Linked DNA regions of Mus musculus: all the other regions are linked to region 3. Evidence: chromatin contacts called from public promoter capture Hi-C data. All regions are on one chromosome and are shown on one strand. The core of a region is the stretch at or near the end of the contact, and the rest is flanking DNA. Distances in the headings are between cores, read along the strand shown.

The links. Promoter capture Hi-C pulls out the DNA fragments that hold promoters and counts their contacts.
Region 1: a contact with region 3 is called in a promoter capture Hi-C map of liver. The contact joins two enhancer-like sites. A contact is called at or near these places in 9 of 39 promoter capture datasets (the 3T3-L1 cell line, HPC-7-derived erythroid cells, cranial neural crest and 5 more), 9 of 484 Hi-C or Micro-C datasets (the G1E-ER4 cell line, Th1 cells, embryonic fibroblasts and 3 more) and 2 of 9 other capture datasets (adipose tissue and pancreatic islet).
Region 2: a promoter capture Hi-C map of liver shows a contact between it and region 3. The contact joins two enhancer-like sites. A contact is called at or near these places in 11 of 39 promoter capture datasets (the 3T3-L1 cell line, the C10 cell line, the HPC-7 cell line and 6 more), 1 of 15 datasets of contacts at CTCF or cohesin (pro-B cells), 18 of 484 Hi-C or Micro-C datasets (the G1E-ER4 cell line, the HL-1 cell line, Th2 cells and 8 more), 3 of 115 datasets of contacts at active chromatin or transcription factors (CD8 T cells, acute myeloid leukemia and kidney) and 4 of 9 other capture datasets (adipose tissue, liver, macrophages and 1 more).

What each region holds. Positions count from the first base shown.
Region 1 is chr3:79,443,336-79,446,610 of GRCm38.p6, reverse strand. It overlaps a transcript of Gm17359 not described here. Among named protein-coding and RNA genes, the nearest start is that of Gm36442, 67 kb to the left of the region's middle. Within about 2 kb of position 1,315, at least 23 of the 459 cell types and tissues checked have an H3K27ac peak or open chromatin away from gene starts, as enhancers often do. A contact at or near this core is called in liver, where this site is marked.
Region 2 is chr3:79,220,239-79,223,783 of GRCm38.p6, reverse strand. All of the region lies in intron 1 of 4921511C10Rik (RIKEN cDNA 4921511C10 gene), which reads right to left. It also overlaps a transcript of Rapgef2 not described here. Among named protein-coding and RNA genes, the nearest start is that of 4921511C10Rik, 9.1 kb to the right of the region's middle. Within about 2 kb of position 1,928, at least 43 of the 459 cell types and tissues checked have an H3K27ac peak or open chromatin away from gene starts, as enhancers often do. A contact at or near this core is called in liver, where this site is marked.
Region 3 is chr3:79,338,631-79,342,326 of GRCm38.p6, reverse strand. It overlaps a transcript of Gm17359 not described here. Among named protein-coding and RNA genes, the nearest start is that of Gm40072, 3.9 kb to the right of the region's middle. Within about 2 kb of position 1,371, at least 5 of the 459 cell types and tissues checked have an H3K27ac peak or open chromatin away from gene starts, as enhancers often do. A contact at or near this core is called in liver, where this site is marked.

The sequences.
Region 1 (3,275 bases), core at 66-2,565, 100 kb before region 3:
GTAGGCCGAAGAACAGTTTGCCAAAGTCATTTCCCTTCTTCTACGGTGTGGGCCCCAGAGATCAAACCTCAGGCCATCAGGGTTGGCAGCGAATGTCTTACCTGATGCGCCATCTCTTCAGCCTCATTGCCTTCTTTTAAATTTTTAAAATTCTTTCTGCCCTGTTACTGTTAGCACTACCTTCAATTTTACCTAATTCTCATTTGTTAAAAAAAAAAAAAAACTTAGAGTAAACATTTTGTGTATGAGTGTTTTACCTGTACCTATGTGCAATGCCTGCAGATGCCAGAACAGGGCGTCAGATCCTCTAGAACTGCAGTCAGAGATGGTTGTGAGCCATCCTGTGGATATGGGGAACCAAACCCAGGTCCTCTGCAAGAAGCACCCAGTGATCTTAACTGCTGAGTGATCTTCCCAGCGTGTGTGTGTGTGTGTGTGTGTGTCTGTGTCTGTGTCTGTGTCTGTGTCTGTGTCTGTGTGTGTGTGTCTGTGTCTCTGTGTGTGTTAGTGGGATTGAATAAGAGTGTCACCCCCATTATACAAGTTCTCCACAACTAAGCCCCAGCCCCAGTCCCTTTATGTTTCTGTGTCTTTAGTATCTTTAGTGGGTTCTGACATAGAACACATTTATGGTCTATTTTGCTTGCATCAATAAAAATTTTTAAAAAGTGTATTTTTTTTTCTATCTCCAGTTAGAAAGCCGGCGATCCTGCACATAGTGAAGGGCTTGGCAGACAGTGGGAATGATCTTAGATTGACTACTTCTTTTACTATTTAAAAATGTTTTATTACACAACAATGTTTGATATTTCCGCTACAACTGCTGGTTCAGAGATGACCAAATTTTTCCTAGCAGCCTGAACATCAAGAAATGGGCTGAGGAGAGAAAATAGGTTTTAGCACTCAGGAAAAACTGGCTGGCCTTTTCTTACGTAAGTGTCTAAAACTGACAGGGCAAGCTTGGCTTTCCTGTGGATGCTTGTGACAGAGAAAACACTCCAGGTGCTGAGGAGGGGCCGTGAAGACGGGCTGCCCTGGTTCCAGGTGTCTTGCCTTTTGTGTGGAGCTGGGACCTCGTGGACTCCGTGGCTGCTTTGGTTCATGACCAAACAATTCAGTGGCCTCTTGGTCACTGGCTTGAATGTTGTCATAAGCTGATTAAAATAGCTATTTATTCTGGAGCACCAAAGCGGCCAGCACCCACGGTGCCTGAAGCCACCCTTTCTCTTCTGTCTGCTGCCCTGACCCACATCTTGTGAGCTCTGTCTGGGGAACTAAAAATACTTCCATATAAGTGGTTAAGCGGCTGTCTCTTGGATTCTGAGGTTAACTTTTCAAAGTGACTGTGCTGAGTTCCAGTGAGTCAGCCTCCCACCTAATCTATATAGCACAGTGAGTTACTCACTTGAGTTTCACAGAGACAAGCTTCCTTTGGGGCTTTGCGTTTTCCGTACCCACCATGAAGTGATGTCATTGTGTATCCGTGTATTTCTGGCTTTCGCGGAGGACCCTAATGACCTGCTCTCTCTTAAGTTCTTCCCTAAGGATATGGCTCTCTCATTGGCTGCTTCCTCAAGGCACCATCAATATTTGCTCTTTCTAATTCTGGAAGTGAAAAAAGTCCCATTGGCAAAGGGGAAGTTTTGAGCTACACATACAGAAGCACTTGTCAGGTCCTTTGTTGTCTAAGGGACAAGTCCTTCCCTCTCTTCTCTCCTTGGGACACTCCCGGGAGACCTTTATTTACATGGATCTTTTTACATCTTCAGTGCAGCCCACACCTACCATCAGATCGCTCAAGAGAGAGCTTTAAGATGAATTTCTTCATATTTCCCGTTTTCAAGCTAGCCTTCTGCATAGGCTCATGGGGCAGGGGGTTGCTGATGATGAACAGCAACAGATGGGGGAATATTTCAGAGATGCTGGCTACTTGAAAAGACCATCCCTACCCTTACTGTGGGTGCTCTCCATCCCACCTCCAGAGGCCAGCCTGGCCTTGACTGCAGCCAGGCATCACCACTCAGCCCTTCATGAGGGCAGAGGTTTTGGAAGGTGGGACAGCGTGTCATGATGCTCCAGACTGGTGCCACACATATTCTAAGTGAGTTAAGTACAGCTTTGTTTCCTTTGATTGGCTCTCCATCTTGACACACCACCCTAGAATTATTTATGATTATGCTGTACATACACTACTCTCTAAACATTTCATCTTTCCCCCTGGAATAGTGCTTATTTGACCCTGGATCAACAGCCTATATCATAGACACTACTAAAAAACAAAAGTTGGGTTGGTTTTTTTTATTGTTGTTGTTAAACCAGACAGATCAAAAGAACATACATATTAGGCAGCTATTGATAGAAAAACGTTTAAAAGCAAAGGATAACTATTGCCCAATGGAAAGAACAGGGCTTATAAGAAGCTATCCTCTCTTTTTAAGGAAATTTTTTCTTTCTATTTAGGTGTCTGTCTATCTGTGTCTCTTTCCCTGTATAATATATATATATATAAAACGTGTATGTGTGTGTGTTTGCAATGTTGCCTTTGGAAGCCAGAAGAGGGCGCTGGAACTAGAGGTACAGGCAGTTGTGGCTTCCTCACATGGTCCTCTCCAAGAACAGTGAGTGAGCTATCTCTCCAGCCCCAAGGAATTTTTTAAAAAACTGTACACGTTTTGCTTAAATGCATGTGTATGTACCACATGCATGCCATTTACCCAAGAAGCCAGAAGAGGGTGTCAGATGCCCTGGAACTGGAGTTATTGATCATTGTGAGAGACTCCACATGGGTGCTGGGAATTGGACCCAGGTCCCCATGGGTATAGCAAATGCTCAACTGCTGAGCCATATTCCTAGCTCTGCCCATTCCATAGGCCAAGATGCTGTGCTTCTTAGGTACAGTGCCTCATAGAATTCTCCAGAAGGCACATGCCTACCATACTTGCTTGATGTTTGGACTTCAGGATACTGGCAAAACCAAGGGTCTATCTTTGATTTTAACAACCTACTTAAAATAAAGTCAAAAGGTAATATTGAACCCCAAATTATGGCCAAATAAGACAACTGATGACCCCAAAGACCCAGAAGCTATTCTGTTGTACAGTTGTAACTTGTGTAAAGGGTGGCATGCATCTACACTGTGACCCTTGGGTGATGAATTGCTTTTTCAGCGAGCTGTTCTCTCAGGTTTTGGTTTGGTTTGTTCTTGTTTTTCTTACAGTGTCAGCGATGTTTTGTTGTTCCTGTCTTTAAATAATAGATGCCTTAGCCAGATTTTA
Region 2 (3,545 bases), core at 679-3,178, 120 kb after region 3:
GCTTCCTTCAGAGAGTGCATGCATTTATTTGCTAAGAGGCAGCGAGGAGCTGTGTTTGTCCGCAGTGACCTGCTCTGCTGTGTCCCTTCCTTCAGACCCCTCTCTGCATGCCACCACTGGAGGGCCGTTGATCAAACCTCTGGGGTTAGATGACGGACTGTGAGAAACCTCAGGCATCCTATGGATGAGGTGTGGACACGGTTCTCTTGGGAGAGGTGGCAATTCAGTGGCCCCTTTAGCCCACCTGATCCCAGACAGGTCTTCCACAGGTAACCAGAGCCAGACCAGATTGGCAGTGTAGCCAGCTAAGTGTTTTAACTGCTGGATGGAAGTTGGCGTTTGGTTAATTGTTAAACAGTAAAGATTGACCGGGACTCACTGGAGTGAGTGTGTGCGTGTGTGTATCTGTGTGTACATAGCTGATTGACCTTTTCGGAGGTTGTGCTTATTCAGATGTTTAAATGTCAACTGAAAATATCATTGTTCATCAACCGGTGAGAACTTAGTGACAGAGAGCACAGTTGAATGCAGATAGATTTTCAATTCTGTTAATTTATTCTCATAACATTAAAATTCCAATTTACGAGCTGAGACATTAAACACTATAAAATGAAGGTATCGGATGTGAAGTTTGCTTTCTCCCTAAGAGGTTGGGGAAGCTGTTGGCTGCTGGTGTTTAAGACACTGTGCTGAAGGTAAGCACAGACTCTTACAAGCAGTGATTGATTTGAACACGTCATTTGTCCACGGGATGAATTTCTGGTAAAATGTACATTTTCTTCTGAAGAGAAATTCTAATCTTCAGAAGTGAAAACAACTTGCTTACACGATTTTCCCTACGTGAACAATGCACAGTTTGTAAACAAAACTTCCTGTGGCTTCCTTTAGTCACCTCACTTAGCGCTTGCATTTCCTTCAGCAAGCCTTGGAGAGGGAGACTTCCCTGAGTCTCATTGTCTCTGCCTCCTCTGGATGGACACCTGACTGGTCTCAGGTCCCTAACACCAAGTTCAAGTGGAATGGAACAAGGGTGAATTTTCGCAATCCTGAAGTCCAGTTTGTATTTCCCGCGTTAAGGAGGCAGTCATTACTGTAAGATTACTTTAAAAACACCGTGTTATTATTGTCTGAGTGGGTGCATGTTGGGGAGAGAACATGTGGACACCTTGTGGAGTGTGGGGTCTCCAGCCATCTCTAGGGAGGTCTTGGGAGTTGAACTCAGGTAGTCAGGCATGAATAGAGCACACAGTCACTCTGACCCATCTTGATAGCCCTGTATGCTTTCAATACCCCTGTTTAAAAAGAAAATGCATAGGTTGCTTTTTTTCTGTGGAAAATATCCAAGGAATTTTTAACCACAGAGCAACCTGAACATTGCTCTTCACCCACGTGTCATAAAAATCCGAGGTTTGAGATAAGCCTTGGGATACACCTGGGCCTCAGGGTAGGTGACTTCAGCTAGGTGTCCCGGTTACCACGCCTCCTCACCTTCCACGTGGACTTAATGAAATCACCACCCCAGAGGATTGCTTTTCTTTTGGGTGTTAATTAGTAACTTTGAAAAAACAGTATTTTGCTTTCACGTGGTTTAAATAGATATTTAAAATAGATACTTAAGCTATTTGTTAAAGACCTGGTGGTCTGGATTCCTAACTTTTAAGTGTGCTGTCCTGAAACCCCTCTGTGGTGTAGTGACCTCGGCTTTTGTTCTAACTGCTCTGGGCTGTATCAGCCCCTGCAGGTGGAGAGGCTGGTTAAAATCCCTTTTATCACCCAGCAGGGGTGCTGGGAATCAGATGGGGGGGTATTAAAGTGTCCCCCAGCAGAGGCACGACAAAAACCATTGTTCTCTTCATGATCCTCAAAGACCTGAATTTGTGACCAGATATATATATATATTTACTTTTTTGAGTCCCAAGAAAGGGCTGTTGATCCATTCTGCCACCTTGTGGCCATTTTGAGGATTGTCTGAGCCCATTAAGAGGCCTTTCCCAAAGCTCTCTGATGATACTGAAGGCCGGTTTCTCCTGTCTTCTCCCCACCCTTCTCAAGAGTGCTGGAGAAAGCACATGGTACCCCAGCAGAGACGACACCCTCTTCTTTCTCTGTACCCCCCCCCCTCCACACACACACTCCCACCGCCTGCTCACTGTTCACTTGGGAGAAGTGTGTTTTACAGACTTTATCAGGTTCCTCCCTGGTCATGGCGAGGAAAGGAAAAGGTGAAGAGATTGTTGGTGCTTTCCCTGAATGGGGAATGCGGTGTGGGGCGGGGCAGCTTGCAAGCCAGAGGCTTGACTGATGCCCCTAGAAGGTGCAAACACGCCCTGCCTGGGGTAGGTACCCTCACCCTTCCTAGCAATGGAGAAGTTTCTGGACTCTTCCTGTATGACTTCAGTGTGCTCTGTGGATCTCTCAGACATGATGTATGCAGTATTGCACTAGCTTCTGTGGGGTGTGTTTTGGGAAATAATGCTAGCAAGGGTGTTTAAAGAGCGGCTGCTGCTCTGTGAACTGAATGATGCAGGGCCATACAGTTTCTTAGTGGTGCCTTAAAACTGTGTTATTCCTAGTAGAGAGGTTTAGAAGAAACCATATACCACCCTGGATTTCAGTTATCATCTTCAGATGAAAAAGTATCCGAGAATGGTGGTAGACTGCATCTTCAGAGGAGAGTTTCAGCGTCTGCAGTGCAGCTTGAGACTTGCATTTTAAACATCTAAAAGACTAACATGTAAATGTGTGTGTGTGTGTGTGTGTGTGTGTAAGTCTGTGGGTTCAAGTATAGTTAATGGCTTTCGTGCAGGGTTCTAAGAAGGATATGTGCGTCTGTATGTGGATGCCAGAGCTGGGACCCCTGAATGCTCAGCAGCAGAAGGAAATTCCGTTTTTTATGTTATATGACACTCTTGGGTTGCCAGAGGGAAGCTTGCAGTATGCTGTTTAGCTTTGCCAGCCTTAAATATGTTCCTAGTTGGTCTATATTGGAGGAAAAATTAGGTGGCTGCCTTGAAAAAAAATCAAGAATTTCTTTCTTCTTTTCCTCTTTCCAACCAAGCCATTTGGAGCTATAGTGATTACAGATGATAAACTGTACATGGGTCACATTTCACTTTAAAGCTGATAATAAAAATCTGGATTTAAGGGTTAGTGAATTTAGCTCAGTGGTAGAGTACATACTCAGTTACAGGGACACCAAAATTATATAACAATAACAATGGTAGTTAAAAGCCTGAATTTAAAAAGCAGAAAACTCGAAGTCAGGTGTAGTGGTGCACACTTTAATACCAGGACACTCAGGAGGCAGAGGCAGGTGGATCCCTACGACTTCAAGGCCAGCCTGGTCTACAGAATGAGTTCTAGGACAGGTAGGACTACATAGTGAGATCCTGTCTCCAACAAAAACCAACAAAACAGAAAAAAAAAGCAAAAAACTGTTTGGGCCCTTTAATAAGCTTTGTAAATATTTCATTTGACCATTAGGGGTTATATAGATGCTTGCAGATGAAACGAATATGTTGTAAAAACTCTGAGTATGTAAATGT
Region 3 (3,696 bases), core at 122-2,621:
GGAGCCCCCACTTTCCCGAATCAATATGGCCCAGGAAAGGGAAGTACCTGATCCAAGTGTGGAGTGACAGGAAGAGAAGGAGTGTGTGGAGCCACATACAGAGAGGTGGGGGTGAATGTGATCGACGTCTGCTTTCCAGCTTGCTTGAATAAGATTGAGAAAACAAAGACATGAAGAGAAAGCCAACCAACAAAGTAACAGTACCAGCGATAAAGTGATAACATCAATTAAATATGGATTTGTATATGCTGCACAGCAGGTTAAGAGAGCTGTTAAAAATGTTTATAAACTTGTCATAAAATATTATGACAGCTACTGAGCTCATTGTAGGGAACCAAAGATGACCTCTGTTAGCTTCTGGGCTCATTTCTATGAAAGAAATCACTGTTGTCAATGAATCAATACCGACTCAAGGTTTGCTGCCCAGCAGGAATGAAATCTTCTCACTCCCTTGCTTTGATAATTTAATAATTACTTCAGAGCTCATAATCACTTCAACAGATACAACTGTAGAGTCCAACACAGTGTCTCTGTAAAGACATCTAATTTTAATGTTTAGAAAAGAATGAAGCTATATATTTTTATAATCAGAAAATTTAGTAATACTGAAGTACAACAAGAAATATCTATATAGGTAAATTTAGGTCAAATTTACTATAGTTATATAACAATTTATATCTTAATTATAGAGATTGTGATGATCTGTGTTAATTGTCAATTTGATACAATCTAGAAGTACATGAGAAGACAGTTACAATGGTGGGTTATCTAGATTAGATTGGCCTGTGGATATATCTGTGAGTGATTATTTTTATTGCAATATTGAGCAAAGAAGAACCTACCCACTGTGGCACTATCCTCTAGGTAGGGGATTCTGAACTGCATAAGAGTGGAGAAAACAAGCTAAATTCTAGCATACATGAATTCATTGCTTTCTGCTCTTGACTGTGTGGTTAATGTATTGCCACTGCAAGTTCCTACTGTCTTATCTTCCCCTCAGTGATGGACAGTAGCCTGAAATTGTGAGCAAAATAAATCCTTCCTGAAGTAGCTTTTGTCAGAGTATTTTGTTACAATAACAAGGAATGAAATTAAGACAGGATCTTAGCATAAGGGTCTCTGAATTTGATCTCCAGCATTAACAGGAAAAGCCAGGGAGGGAAAAGGGAAGTGGAAAGGAAGTGAAGGACAAGGGTCAAAAAGAAAGTAGGAAAAAAGAAGAAAAGGGAAGGAGGAAGGAGAAAGAAAGGGAACGAGAAAGGAAAGTGGAAAGGGAGGAGGGGTGGAGGAGAGGGGCAAGAGGGCTCAGTACAGTTTGCAATCTGGGGAGTTTTGTGGCTCATGGGTCAAAGGTTCTTTACTTATTACTTTTCTGGGTAGTGTTAGATCACAGACACACCCCCTGCTAAAGTCAGCTCATCCAAGCCTGCATGCAGTCTGTCCCTTAGGACGAAGACCTGACAGGTGCCTGCTGCTGCTGTGACTGAGACCATGGGAAAAGCAAGCCCAGTCTTCCCCCAGCCCTACTTGCTGATCAGGAACAAGGCAACTTTGAACTACAGTCCTACCGAGTGCCTGCCTCCTGGCACATGCTGTCACGTGATCTGCCACCCCTTAGATCCCTGTAAGAGTAGAAACCACCTTTGTTCAGGGATTTGAAGGATCTTTCCTTCAGACCCTCATAACGTTCTCTCTCCTAATGGTGGTGTTCTTTGGGATCTGAAGGGAAGGCTCCTGCTCTCTTTGTGACCCCATTGAACTTATTGAGTTAAACTGTGTCTATGGTCCGGTGCTGTTTCTTCTAAGGCTGTCTCACTTCAAGATCCAATCACAAAACAGCCCGTGGTCATGAAGCACACTCTCTTAGTAAATATCATTCTAAAGGGCAATTCATGTCAGCTACTTTTTGCCCTCCCATAATTTCTAATACAGAGTAGAAATGGAACCCAGGGCCTTGAACATGCTCTGTACATGCTCTGGCACTCAGCCACACACATCCATCACTTTCCATACACTCTAGGTATGTGAGATAATGGCTCGCTGTGCCCCATTTATCCTCGGACTCCCTATGTATGCAGAGACTGACCTTGAAGTCAAAAGTTTCCTACTTCTACCTCCCAAGTGCTGAGAGGACAGTTCTGTCACCATACCATGAATTTCCTTACACTTTTTTATTATCAAACATTGTTACATCTCATAAAAGTGTTCTGGATTTATATATATAAAAAAAAGTAAACTGAATACTTACAGGCTTGGCTTCAAGCCATAAGTCTTATGTATAATATTGGCAAAGTGCTTTTTTTGGGGGGGGGGTATGGCAATCTGTAGAATAAATGAGATGTGTATAAAATGGTTATCTATATTCTGGACACAGTATGTACTCAATAAGTTTTAACCCTGTTATTGCCTCTTGCTGCTGCCAACCATGCTTTCCTGAAAGAAAATATGTATGACAAATGCAAACGTAAACTGACCATTGCTTACATTTTGTCATCTTTAAGTCTGCAAGACTGTGTCAGGAGAGGGTCTGTAGCCATCTCCCTCCTCCTCATTTGGCTCAAATTTGGGTGAAATAGGACTGTGATATAGGATTGCTATTCCCTCTCAGTCTATGTAGCTCAATTTCCACATTAATTTAAATTAAAATCAGAAAGCATCTCCATTGTTAGCACTGTATTGCTACACTACATGTTTCAAAACAAAAAACAAAAAACAAGCTGGGCGTGGTGGCGCACACCTTTAATCCCAGCACTCAGGAGGCAGAGACAGGCGGATTTCTGAGTTCAAGGCCAGCCTGGTCTACAAAGTGAGTTCCAGGACAGCCAGGGCAACACAGAGAAACCCTGTCTCAAAATCCCAACCAACCAAACAAACAAACAAGCAAAAGAATAATTAAAACAAGTGAGTCACGTTCCACGTATCTTACAATGGTGAGTTTCCATTGTTAAGTATGATGTCAGCCATGGTAGAGATGGGGTGTTCCTTTTTTCCCATGAGCCACTCGATCCCAGGAGACTAGTTGAAGCTTCTCTTGAGACAGAAACAGCTGGGACTAAGAGCTCAGCCCTGCTTGTTCTCAGGCCAGGGTGCTTTGCTCTGTTCCCCCTTACAAAGCAACCTAGCAGGTCTTTCATACTCGTGATGTGATATCTATCTATCAAGGGTTTGCTCTTGTGCTTTCTGTGTCTTCCTACTGATCCCTGTTATAATTTCTGTTGAGGCCTTTTTCACTGATTCATAAGGAAATATAACTGCCACTGGTGTGTGCCAGACATGGTAGCATGTTGCTTTCCTGGAAGTCTCCTGGTTTCTGCACATAATGATGTGAGGTGGCCTCATTACCCTGGTTTACTGATGAGGTGAGCCCCAAGGTTTAGTGTGGACATTTTGTCTTATTATATACTCATAATGGAGAAGATCAATCAATCCCCAAACCTGACTGCTTCTGGCTATGGGTGATTGAAATATAATTTTAATCTTCAATAAATGCGTTTTTCAAAATGCTGCTTTTCATGACGGAAGTTGTCCCTTCGGGGGACAATTAGTCCTCCATAGTTTCTTCTCCAAAGAGGTGATAGTTAGCCGCTGTCCGCTGTTTCCTCTTAGAGCTATTACAACTTCCTAGCTTGTGAGCTTCAATAAGGTATTTATATCATTCCATCTCAAGCCCTCCTGGATTAGCATCCCTCCCAAAAC